2 separate regions of the Ovis aries genome follow, and region 1 is linked to region 2. Evidence: chromatin contacts called from public Hi-C data. All regions are on one chromosome and are shown on one strand. The core of a region is the stretch at or near the end of the contact, and the rest is flanking DNA. Distances in the headings are between cores, read along the strand shown. Region 1 overlaps KIAA1671 (KIAA1671 ortholog). Region 2 holds the start of KIAA1671 (KIAA1671 ortholog).

Evidence for each region. A called contact is a pair of places that touch in the nucleus more often than the background predicts.
Region 1: a Hi-C map of tail adipose tissue shows a contact between it and region 2, with 3 times the contacts expected there. The contact joins the enhancer-like site here to the promoter of KIAA1671 in region 2. A contact is called at or near these places in 4 of 16 Hi-C or Micro-C datasets (blood, hypothalamus, omental adipose tissue and 1 more).

Annotation. Positions count from the first base shown.
Region 1 is chr17:65,461,457-65,466,640 of ARS-UI_Ramb_v3.0, forward strand. It overlaps KIAA1671 (KIAA1671 ortholog), which reads left to right. Exons shown (of 12, transcript XM_060400832.1): 6 at 1,183-1,301. Among named protein-coding and RNA genes, the nearest start is that of CRYBB3, 18 kb to the right of the region's middle. Within about 2 kb of position 3,780, at least 4 of the 54 cell types and tissues checked have an H3K27ac peak or open chromatin away from gene starts, as enhancers often do. A contact at or near this core is called in tail adipose tissue, where this site is marked.
Region 2 is chr17:65,293,835-65,299,441 of ARS-UI_Ramb_v3.0, forward strand. KIAA1671 (KIAA1671 ortholog) reads left to right here and starts at 2,763. Exons shown (of 12, transcript XM_060400832.1): 1 at 2,763-2,828.

The sequences.
Region 1 (5,184 bases), core at 2,530-5,029, 170 kb after region 2:
TGAGCCAGCCTTGGGTGAGGGGGAGTTCAGGGAAGGCTTCCTGGAGGAAGAGCCAACGAAGCTGAAGCTGAAATTTGAACGAGAGCCAAGAGGTGGTGGCTGCTCCAGCAGGTCCCAAGGTGAAGGAGGGCTGGAGCAGCCAGGAAGAGGGGCTGGGAGGGTCAGGAGGTGGGAGAGGGACAGGGGACGGTGGAGAAAGAGCCCCACCAGTGAAGGTCCCACAAGCCATCCTTCCGGTGTTTGGACCTGACTCTGGGGAGCTATTGAAGGGTTTTGAGCAAGGACCTTGCAGGCTTTGAGTTCAGCTTTGGAAACTGTTACGGGAAAAGAATGTCTGGGAAGGGACCAGAGGTGAAGGAGGCAGGGGAGCCCCAGAGCTGGCCGGGTTTGGATGGAATGTTCCCGAGAGAGACTTTGAAGGGCTTGGAGGTTGACCCGACTCGGGGGTGAGAGTGGCGAGGAAGTCGGGGATGCTGCCTTCCAGAATCCCGAGTCTGGCTTTAGCAGTGAGGGGAGCAGACCTCCCTCCCTGCCTTCAGGGATTCCACATCCCTGAGCATGAATCTTAAACCTCTGCAGGGAGGCCCACAAATGGGGACACACGGAAGCCAGTGTGTGTTTTGCTGAGCACCATATACTCCTCCACCCCCAGCCTGCCGCCCAGAGCCTTCCAAAGGAGGTCAGGAAGTGTTCCCCTGCCTCCTGCCCTGATTCCACCCTCGGCAGCCTTGGAAGCTTGCCGTTCTGATTTCCAGGGGCCCTTGTTCCCTCACTCATCACTCAGAGATCCCCGTCTCTTGGGGGCTTTTTGTTTGTTTGTTTAGCTGCCCTGGGTCTTAGTTACAGCATGCAGGATCTTTAGTTATGGCATGCAAACGCTTGGTTGTGGTATTCAGGATCTAGTTCCCTGACCAAGGATCGAACCCAGGCCCCTCTGTACCGGAAGTGCGGCATCTTAACCTGCCTCCTGCGATGTCTTGGGCAGTCCTGGACGGTCGGTCACTCCAGTTCTCAGCGCAGACGTTTGGACCCGTCTCTGAGAGCAGTAGGGAGCCTGGGTGGGTTTGAGCAAGGGGTCAGGCAGCATGATTTATCAGCTGGATAGGCTGATAAATAGGTTTATCAGCCGGACCAGGTTCTGAGCATTTGCCCCTGATAGAAACCTCTGGCTTGTCCTTGCAGGATCAGCTGAAGCAGTGTTTCTCCAGGAGGACCCCCGAGGCCAAGGACACCGACACCCTCGTGCAGGAAGCCGACAGTCAGTATGGGACGTGGCCGGACCAGCGCCAGAGCGGGGAGAGGTAAGCGGTGTGGGACAGGACCTCTCGGGGGGAGTCGGCCCCCATCTGCCTCCTGATTTCTCCGTTACTAAGGAGAACCTGTTTTGTCTGTAACAGGTTGTTGTGTAATAAGGCAACTCATTCTTTTTATAAAACAGAAGTTTAGAAAGTACAAAAAAAAAAAAAGATTTTAAAATGATATATGAAATACCCAGAATAGGCAAATCCACAGGGACAGAGGAGACCAGATTTCCTCCTGGGCGGATGGAGATGTTCTTAAACCAGAGTGGCGATGGCCACACAGCGTTAAGAAGGAAAGTGAAAGTCGCTCAGTCGTGTCTGACTCTTTGCAACCCCATGGACTATACAGTCTGTGGAATTCTCCAGGCCAGAATACTGGGCCTGCGGTGGGTAGCCTTTCCTTTCTCCAGGGAATCTTCCCAACTCAGGGATCAAACCCAGGTCTCCCGCGTTGCAGGCAGGTTCTTTACCAGCTGAGCTGCGAGGGAAGCCCACAGCATTAGGAATGCACTGGATGCCCCTACTGGCAAATTTCATCTTACATGTTTCACCACCACAAACCAAAAAAAAAAAAAAAATTGCCAAGAAAATGAAAACCAACTGTAATGTCAGGACTCAGGTATCACTTTCATTAGTGTTTTTGGTTGTCTTTCTAGACTTTTTTTCTATGTACGTATATTGTGTGTTTATAAACAGAGGAGCGTATTATACATACCATCATAAGCTATGTCAGCATTCAGGATCATCACTGTTAGTGGCATGGAGGGCCCCTCAGGTGTTTGCCTGGCTGGGAGGGAATGTTATTGTGACTGCAGAAGCCTGAACGTCACCAAGCATCACCCGGATTCAGGAGGCAGGCAGGCCTGAATCCCAGCTCCATTCTGGCTGGCTGTGGGGTCCTGGACCATTTAGTTGTATTTGCCGGATTTCACGAACTCCTCTTCTGTAGAAGGGTGCATGTGTGCGTGCTTGGTCACTTAGTCCTGTCCGACTCTGTGCGACCCCATGGAATGGAAGCCCGCCAGGCACCTCTGTCCATGGGATTCTCCAGGCAAGAACACTGGAGTGGGCTGCCTTGGCCTCTTCCAGGGGAGCTTCCCTATCTGGGGATCGAACCCGCGTCTTCTGCATCTCCTGTACTGCAGGTGGATTCTTTACCCACTGAGCCACCTGGGAAGGCCCTGTAGAAAGGGAATGATGCTCATAAAAACAGCCAAGATGTATTAAGCGGACAGGCCGAGCACTGTTGTCAGCTCTGAAGCGCAGCATTTAAGTCTGTGGTCCCACCTTGCAGAGACGAAGACTGAGACTTGGGGTGGGCAGGAGGGTAACTTGTGTTCACAGTGGGCGTATTTCCCAGCACTTAGTCGTAGAAGTAGGAGTTTGATACTTTGCATTTGTCCATCGTACCTGTTCTTTGTTTTAAACATGCAGTTTTTCTTCTTGCCCTGGGGCGGGATGAAACGCAGTAGCAGCTCTGTGGACACCGAGGATGGGCTTGCCATGTTCTCAGTTCACCTTCCCCACCCGAGGGCTGCAGGATCGCATGGCATTTTAAAACCAGGGAGATCTGGGTCAACCCCAGTGTGGCTACTTACTGGCTGTGTCTCTGTGTGTCTTAGTTACCTCATCTGTGGGTGTTGTGCCCAGGGATATGGCGTGTCCATGGCTAAGATGGACTCAGACCCGGATATGGTGTGTCCATGGCTGAGCTGGACTCAGACCCAGGTCTCCCAGCTCCTTCCCCTGCCCCCTACCCCAGTCAGGAGTGGCCACACCCCTCCACTGACCTATGTCCCATAGCTGTCGTCGGTACCCAAGCTGGGGGGAGGTGAGTGAACTAGAAATGGGTGGGCTTCTCTGGTAGCTCAGCTGGTAAAGAATCTGCCTGCAACACAGGAGATCCTGGTTTGATTCCTGCGTCAGGAAGTTCCTATGGAGAAGGGATAGGCTCTCACTCCAGTATTCATGGGGTTCCCTGGTGGCTCAGAGAGTAAAGAATCTGCCTGCAATGCAGGAGACCTGGGTTCGATCCCTGGCTTGGGAAGATCCCCTGGAGGAGGGCATGGCAACCCACTCCAGTATCCTTGCCTGGAGAATCTCCAAGGACAGAGGAGCCTGGCCGGCTATAGTCCATGAGGTCACAGAGGGTCGGACACGACTGAGTGAGTAAGCACACAAGAAAAGAAAAAGGAAAGCGCAGGTTTCTAATGGTGCACATGAAGGGCCTTTCGTTTTCTTTCCTAAGCTGTGATATACGGTTAGTTAATGAACTTACTTAAATTTCACTAGAATGTTCCTGCAGGAGTCTGGAAGTCTGGGTCCTGGTTTTGCTTTGTCTCACCCTGGGAGGCCCCTCTTCTCTGGGCCTCTATCCTCCCAGCTCTTTCAGGGAGAAGGGGAAACCCCGCCACTGGCATCTCCACCTGCCCGCGTCCCCGCCCCCGCTCCCGTGTCCTGGTATCGCTCGCCCCCTCCCGTCTCTCAGAGGTACCGCAGCTTCTCCTCCCAGAAAGGGCCCAGGCGAGGCTTTACTCCCAGCCCTGGGCAGCAGCGCCACCTGCTGCCCGCTCGGTGGTATTTCCCTCATTTTTTGTGGCTCCGCCTCAATGCCGCCCCACGCCCCAATGTCCTGCTTATTCCAAGTAACGAAATCCGTTCAGAGCTGACAAAAAGCAGGCTGTACTCCCTGAGTGAGACACCAGCACACCTGGGTTGACAGCTCTGCCCAAGGGTGAAGTTCGGCGGTCTTTTGGGGCAGACCCTCTGATCAGGGACGTGTTGTCTGGCGTGCTGGTCCCCCCTTCCTTAGGATAAGGCTTTCCTCGGCTCTTGACTTTGGGGTCTTTTTAAGAGAGGAGCAGGGAGCCTATTTAATTTTAATGGCTTGATTTATTTATAAATCTTCTGTCTTTTGTGGTTCCAATTATCCGAGTGGTACTCGGAATACATTATCGTGGGCAGAAATTCCAGGAGGAGAGAGAGAGTCATGGATCTGGATTCTGGGGTCAGGTCCGCCCCTTTGGGCAAGGCTCTTCATGTCTTTCTGCCTCGGCTTCCTCATCTTTCGCAAGGTTATATGTTTAATTTCGTGAGGTTAATCCTATCCTGTGGGGAGGATGCAAAGATACAGCTTTTCAGCACAGGGCCTGGCACATAGTAGGCGCTCAGTAAATCTTTGTCGAGTGAGTGAGTGAATGAGTGAAGCGATGTAGGATATTCCCCACTCCCGCTCCACCACAGGTGACGGCCGGTGACGGTTTCATCGCCGTCAGCGCTGCCCGACGGAAATGCAGCGCAAGCTGCACACCCAAGCCTCGCGCGCAGCCGCAGTGTTCCAGGGGCCGCATCAGCACAGTAGAAGGAAAACGGGCGAAATTAATTTAAGATTATTTCCCCTTTTTTAAAAGTCTTCTTCCTTTTTTTTAAAGGCAATTTTTTAAAGTCTTGATTGAATTAGTCACAATATCGCTTCTATGGTTTGTTTGTTTGTTTTGGCCATGCAGCATGCAGAATCTTAGCTCCCCAATCAGGGGTCGAACCTTCTTCACTCCTTGCACTGGAAGTCGAAGTCTTAACCACTGGACCTCCAGGGAAATCCTGGCACAATTAATTTTAACAGTATATTCTGTGGAACCCAATACCCAGTATGTGTGCTAAATCGCTTCAGTCATGTCTGACTCTGTGCAGCGTATGGACCAGAGCCCGCCAGGCTCCTCTCTCCGTGGGATTCTCTGGATGAGAATACTGGAGTGGGCTGCTGCGCGCTTCTGCAGGGGTCTTTCCCGCCCAGGGAACCAGCCCACGTCTCTCGTGCCTCCTGCATTGGCAGTCCAGCTAGCGCCACCTGGGAAGCCCCACTGAGCCCAATAGACCCTTTATA
Region 2 (5,607 bases), core at 1,513-4,012:
ATGTGTGGCTGCTGCTGCTAAGTCGCTTCAGTCGTGTCTGACTCTTTGCGACTCCATGGACTGCAGCCTACCAGGCTCCTCCATACATGGGATTTTCCAGGCAAGAGTACTGGAGTGGGGTGCCATCGCCTTCTCCGCCACGTGTGGCTATTTAATTAAAATTAAATACAACTAAAAATTTAGCTCCTTGGTCACACTCGCCGAAATTTAAGTGTTCAATAGTCATCTGTGGCTTATGTTGGACAGTGCAGATTTAGAACATCCCCATCACTGCAGAAAGTTCTGTTGGACAAAGCTGCCAAATCAAGACAGACTTTCTTGAGGAGGGGGCAGATGATGGCAGAGAAGGAAGGAGTCCTGGGAAAGTCCCTGTGAGGCACTGTCCTCTCTCCTTGGGAAGAGAAAAGCCAGGACTGGGAGTAAGAGGTGGGCTGTTGGCTCTGAAAACAATGTACAACCTGACACCTTTTTGGTCAGGGTGTAATCGCTGGGTGTGTGCTGGCTGGCAGCCTCTCACCTGGGAGGGAAGACACAGGAATGCAGGGAGAATCTGCTAAGGTGGGGCTGAACCAGGAAGTCCCGCCCCTCCTGGGGCCAGGAGGACTCTGGGAGTTGTAGTTTGGCATTTTTGGGACTCCCCCCCACCTCAAAGCCGGGTGTGGGTAGATGCCCTGACACTGGGCATAGGCTGGGCATTTCCTGGGGTGCAAAATTGGGAGTGGGCTGGCTAGGGCTGGGGCCACATCTGGGTTTGGGGTTTCTGTGATGAGTGGCAGAAAAAGGACTGTCTTCTCTCTCCCCCACTTAATTTCTGGGATAGAGAGGAGACACCAAGATGGAGGACTGAGCTGAATGGGCAGCTGAGAGACATCCAGTTTCAACAGAACCCTCAACCCACATATTCTGGTGAACTGAGATTCGCCCAGAGAGACAAGAAGTTCCCATACGGTTAGCAGGGAGAGGTAGCAGTCAGTACTCTTATTAAAACTGTTGATTATTCATGCGTTTAATCCAATTAAGCACAGTATTTTCTGAGTACATACTATTTGGCAAGCCCTGCCCTAGGCACTGAGAATCAGGAGGGAACTAAAGAGACAAAAGCTCCTGCTTCCAGAAGTTCTAGAAAGGGCAGCGAACAATAAACAGGGACTTGATTTGCTGATATAATACACACATAATGGAAAAACCCTACTTTAAAGGTGGATTTTGAGGCATTTTTACTTTCAATCCAACTATTCTCCCTACCTCGAAGTCACCACCCTGGGCATGGTTGTCATATTTACTTTTTACTTATTTTAAAAAATATTTATTTGGCTGTACCAGGTCTTAGTTGCGGCACGCAGAGTTACCAGTTGCAGCATGCGGGATCTTTTTTCAGTTGCAGCATGCAAACCCTTAGTTACAGTATGTGGGACCTAGATCCTAGACCAGGGGTTGAAGGGAAGGAAGGGGTCCTGGGAAAGTCCCTGAATGGCACTGTCCCCCGTCCTTGGGAAGAGAAAAGCCAGGGCTGGGAGCAGGGGGAACACGGAGTCCCAGCAACTCACAACCAGGGAAGCGCCTGGTAGTCTTATTTAAAAGCTACTGAGTTGGATCCTACTGACGACTGTTTTCCAGACATACAGCTGATACAAGAGATTATTCTAAGCTGCAAGACGTCATAGAGCCACTACCTCACCACTTCTGGGTTCCATCACCATGGACAAGTCTCCTAGGGAGCCTCAGAATGCTCCTTGATAAGATACGGAGGTGCTGATCCTTGCTCCAAAAGTGGAGATTTAAAGAAACAATGGATATGATGTATCTCCTGGAGCCAAACAGCATTACATTCTTTTTTTCTCTTTGACTTCACTGAGGTCCAACTGACTTAGTCTTTTAGTTATTGTCTCCATACAATTCCTTCCTAAGGAAGGAAGCACGAGTCCCAAATGCAGTTCAACTTATTTGTCTAAATATTGTTTACAGTGTCTGTAAGCTCTATGAGAATCTGTATCTTGCCAGCTGTATCTTGTCTCTGTCACCAGTGAAGTCCCCACCAGTATCACGGGTCCCTGGCATCCAGCATACTGTAGGTGCTGAATAGAAACCTATGGAATGAAATGAGTAAAGGATAGTAAATCAGACATTTTCTCGTTCAGGAGAGACTTCCTACGGTTCTCTCAGCTTGTCCAAAAAGTCTCTTTTCGGCTCACCCTTCATCCCCCCACTTCTACATAAGGCCGCAGCGATGACACTAGGTGCCCTGGCGGAAATGAGCCGCCCCGGGTGCGATTCCCCTGCTCGCCGCGAAGAGGCGCGAGCGCTACGCACAGACCGGGCTCGCTCCACGCGCCCATAGCCCAAGCGATTCAATGGGCGAGGCTCTCCCGAGCTCCCAGGCTGCACTAGGCTCTCGGGCGCAGACACGGCGGCGGTTCGCGGTGTGTGTTGTGGGTGACTCCCGGCCAAAGCCGGGGGCTAACCCCGGCAACGCAAGCAGGCATCACGAACAAATGTTCTGAGTCAGGCGAGGCAGGGTCGGGGCTCTAGGGCCAAGAGCACTTCCGGGAGGAGTCTCGGGGGAAACTCGCGACCTCTGACCTGCCGGACCGTCCCCCCGGTCCCGGCGCCAAGCGAGAGCTCGAGTCCGCGGGCTGAGCTCCGCCCCGGGGCCCTCCGCGCAGGCGCCGCCGGCCGCCGTTCCCATGGCGACGGGGGGCGCTTCCCTGTCCGAGGCCCCGCCCCAGCAGGCTAGGCTGCGCGGGGCCGCGGGCAGCGCAGGCAGGTGCCTCGGGCTGCGGGCAGGTGGCGGCGCGGCGCGGACCGGCGGCGGCGGCGGCGGCTCTAGGGTAGGTTGCGCCGTGGCCGCGGCGGATCGGGGCCGGCCATCAGTCCCGTGTCCCCGGCCTGTGAGGGGATAGAGGAGGCGGTGGCCGGCGGTGGCTGCCAAGTTTCTGCTCCGCTGAGGCCCCCGGAGAAAAGTTGACAAAGTTAGCCTGGGAAGAGGTGGGGACCTGGTGGGTCTCCCCGGGCTCTGGATCTCCGGGGAAGGGGCATCCCGACTTGAGAGCCGGAAGGTCTGTCTCTCCAGACTTGGGAGTGGAGCCCGCGGGAAGATCCAGCACTGGGCTACCAGTGGATCCCGCGCCACTCGGCTGGAGACCTGCGAGTCGATATTCGGAGTGGATCTGGCGCCGGTGGCCCGGGGTACCATTGGGTCCCCAGCCTGGGGTGACTGTGGACGGTGATTGGAAACTGGGAGCTAGTTGATCCCTCTCCCCTGCCCCCCACTGGTCCGAGCCTCGGGAGTGATTCCGAGAGGAGACCTGGTGGCCGGGAACTGGGGGATCGTTGGAGATCCGGGCTACTCAGCCTGCGACTGCTAGGATCTGGACGACCGTGCGGGTTGGAGGCCCAGGAGGTGGACACTGGGAAGCGGGGGTGCGGATCGAGGCGGAGCCGGAGGCGAAGGGATCCTGCGGGCAGCGGGGGCGGTGGAGAGAGCGGCGCGCCGGGCCCCGCGGGCGCCGGACGCGCCCTCCCCACCGGGCCTGTGCACCCCCTCCGCTTTCCTTCCCAGGGCAGAGGCTCCCTGATGAGATTAAGGCTCAATCTCCCTGCTCCCCGGCAGGCTCGGCTGGCCCCCCACCCCGCTGGCGGCGCCGCCTAGGGCTACAGGCGGGGCCCTGGGGAAGGGAAGCGGCGCGTTGACCCCCGACCCGGGCCCGACCTTTCCACATCCTCCTAGCAAGCACCGAGCGCGTAGCCGGGGCGCCGCGCCCCGAAACCCTGCTTCTCCGCTGGTCCGTGGCGGGCCCGTAGTGGCGCGGGCGTATGACCTGCGCGCGCCACCTGGGTGGCCAGGGCTTCCTGCCCGCGGGACTGAACTTTCTCCAGCCAGGAACTGCCACTACCTTTTGGAAAGGAAAGGACTGTACCTGTTGCACAAAGAAAGTGATTTTTGTTTGCAGCTTCTTTGTGACCCTGGGACAAAATGCTTAACATCTCTGAGCCCAGATCTCCCTTCGGGGCACAGTGGAGTGGGGGTGGGGTCGCAGTCCTCCCTTTTCTGGGTGACTGGCGGGATTAATAGATATAAAAGGTATGAAGCAGGTTTGGGCTGTGTAAATACTGGTGGACCCTCATTCTGTGGCCTCTCCTCTCCCTTGTCTCATCCCCTGCCGCCTCCCCTAGGGTATCTGAAGGAAAGCTCAAGAAACTCAACTTGCTATCTTTTCAAACTACAGGATTAGAGAGATATTTAACTTGGTCTTTCTTCCAAAGGGGTTTAATTGCCCCTCTGATCCCCCTTGCAGAGAGAAGCTCTGAGGGTTTGGCTAATCAGTAACCTCACCATTTGGACAAGACTTCTCCTTTGGCCCAGCTTTTCCTTTGCTAATGCATCAGAGCTCCTGGACAAATGTGCATTCACCCCCAGACACTGACATCTCACCCCTAGGACAGTTCCAGAGGGAGCTGTGCAGACACTCGTTGAGGTCCTTGTGGTTTTAGGGGGAATCTTTTTGAAAGGATTGGCATGCTTGACAAGGGTGCAATTATCCTAGAGAAGTACAGGGTTTCGTTTGGTACCGTGTCTAGGTACGTGAGCGGCTCTTTGGTCAACTAGGGTGTGTATTGAGCACCTACTATGTGGAGGACACTAGAAATGACGTGACCCAGAGCAATATAGAGTCTGTCCTTCTGGCTTGCAGTCTAGGTATGAGCAACCAACTTGCCCTGTAGTTGTAGAGACAACTGTACTGATTCTTGATGTTGGGCGTACAGCCCTCACCCCAGATTCTGGAGGTACCCCACCCACTTTGAAGGCCCTGGGGGTTGGTTTTTATTCAGGACTGATCTTGGCAGGAGAATGGAACAGTCCACTATCTTGTCCTGAGCCTTACTCCCCTCTCAGCACCCCCAGAATACATCTCTGACCAACTCAGAAAGAGAGCCCCAAGGGGAATGTTTTAAAAGGGTATTTATTCATTCATTCAACAAATATTTCAAGACAGTGTGTCAAAGAGAAGGCTGGTGGTCACACCCTTAAGGGGCAAAGTCTATGTGAAAAGAGGCAATTGTCTGGGAGGAGGGGCTGATGACTTCTGGCCTGGGGAGGGATGGAAGGCAGGGAAGCTTTCTTGGAGAGCTGGTCTACCAGTGGGGAGAGGATGGTGCGCTGTAAAGAGAACAGAAAGGCCTAGACAGAGGAGGGAGTGTGGGGTGTTGGCAGGAGAAGCTGGCAGGGGCCAGGTCAGCTATTCCCAAGGATCTGGACTTTATTCCAGGGCAGTGGGGCACTGTGGAAGTTTCTCTGGGGGAGAAGGATGGTGTCAGATGTGTGTTTTGGGAAGCTTGCCCATCTCTTGGGGAGGTTGGATGAGGGTGTGCCAGGAGGCTGGAGACTGCTCAGAAAATCCAGGTGAGCGGTGACAATGGTACTAAACTTGGATAGAGACAGTGGTCAGTGTTGTGTTTAGAGAGCTGCTCAGTTGAGGACCCTTTCTGGAGGCCGGGCAGTCAGTCTGGAGAAGGAAACGCTCAAGGGAAGTGGCCTAAAAATTTTTAATGTCTGTGTTTCATTCCATTCAGCACACCTCCCTGTGCATCAGTTGTCCGCTTGCCCTG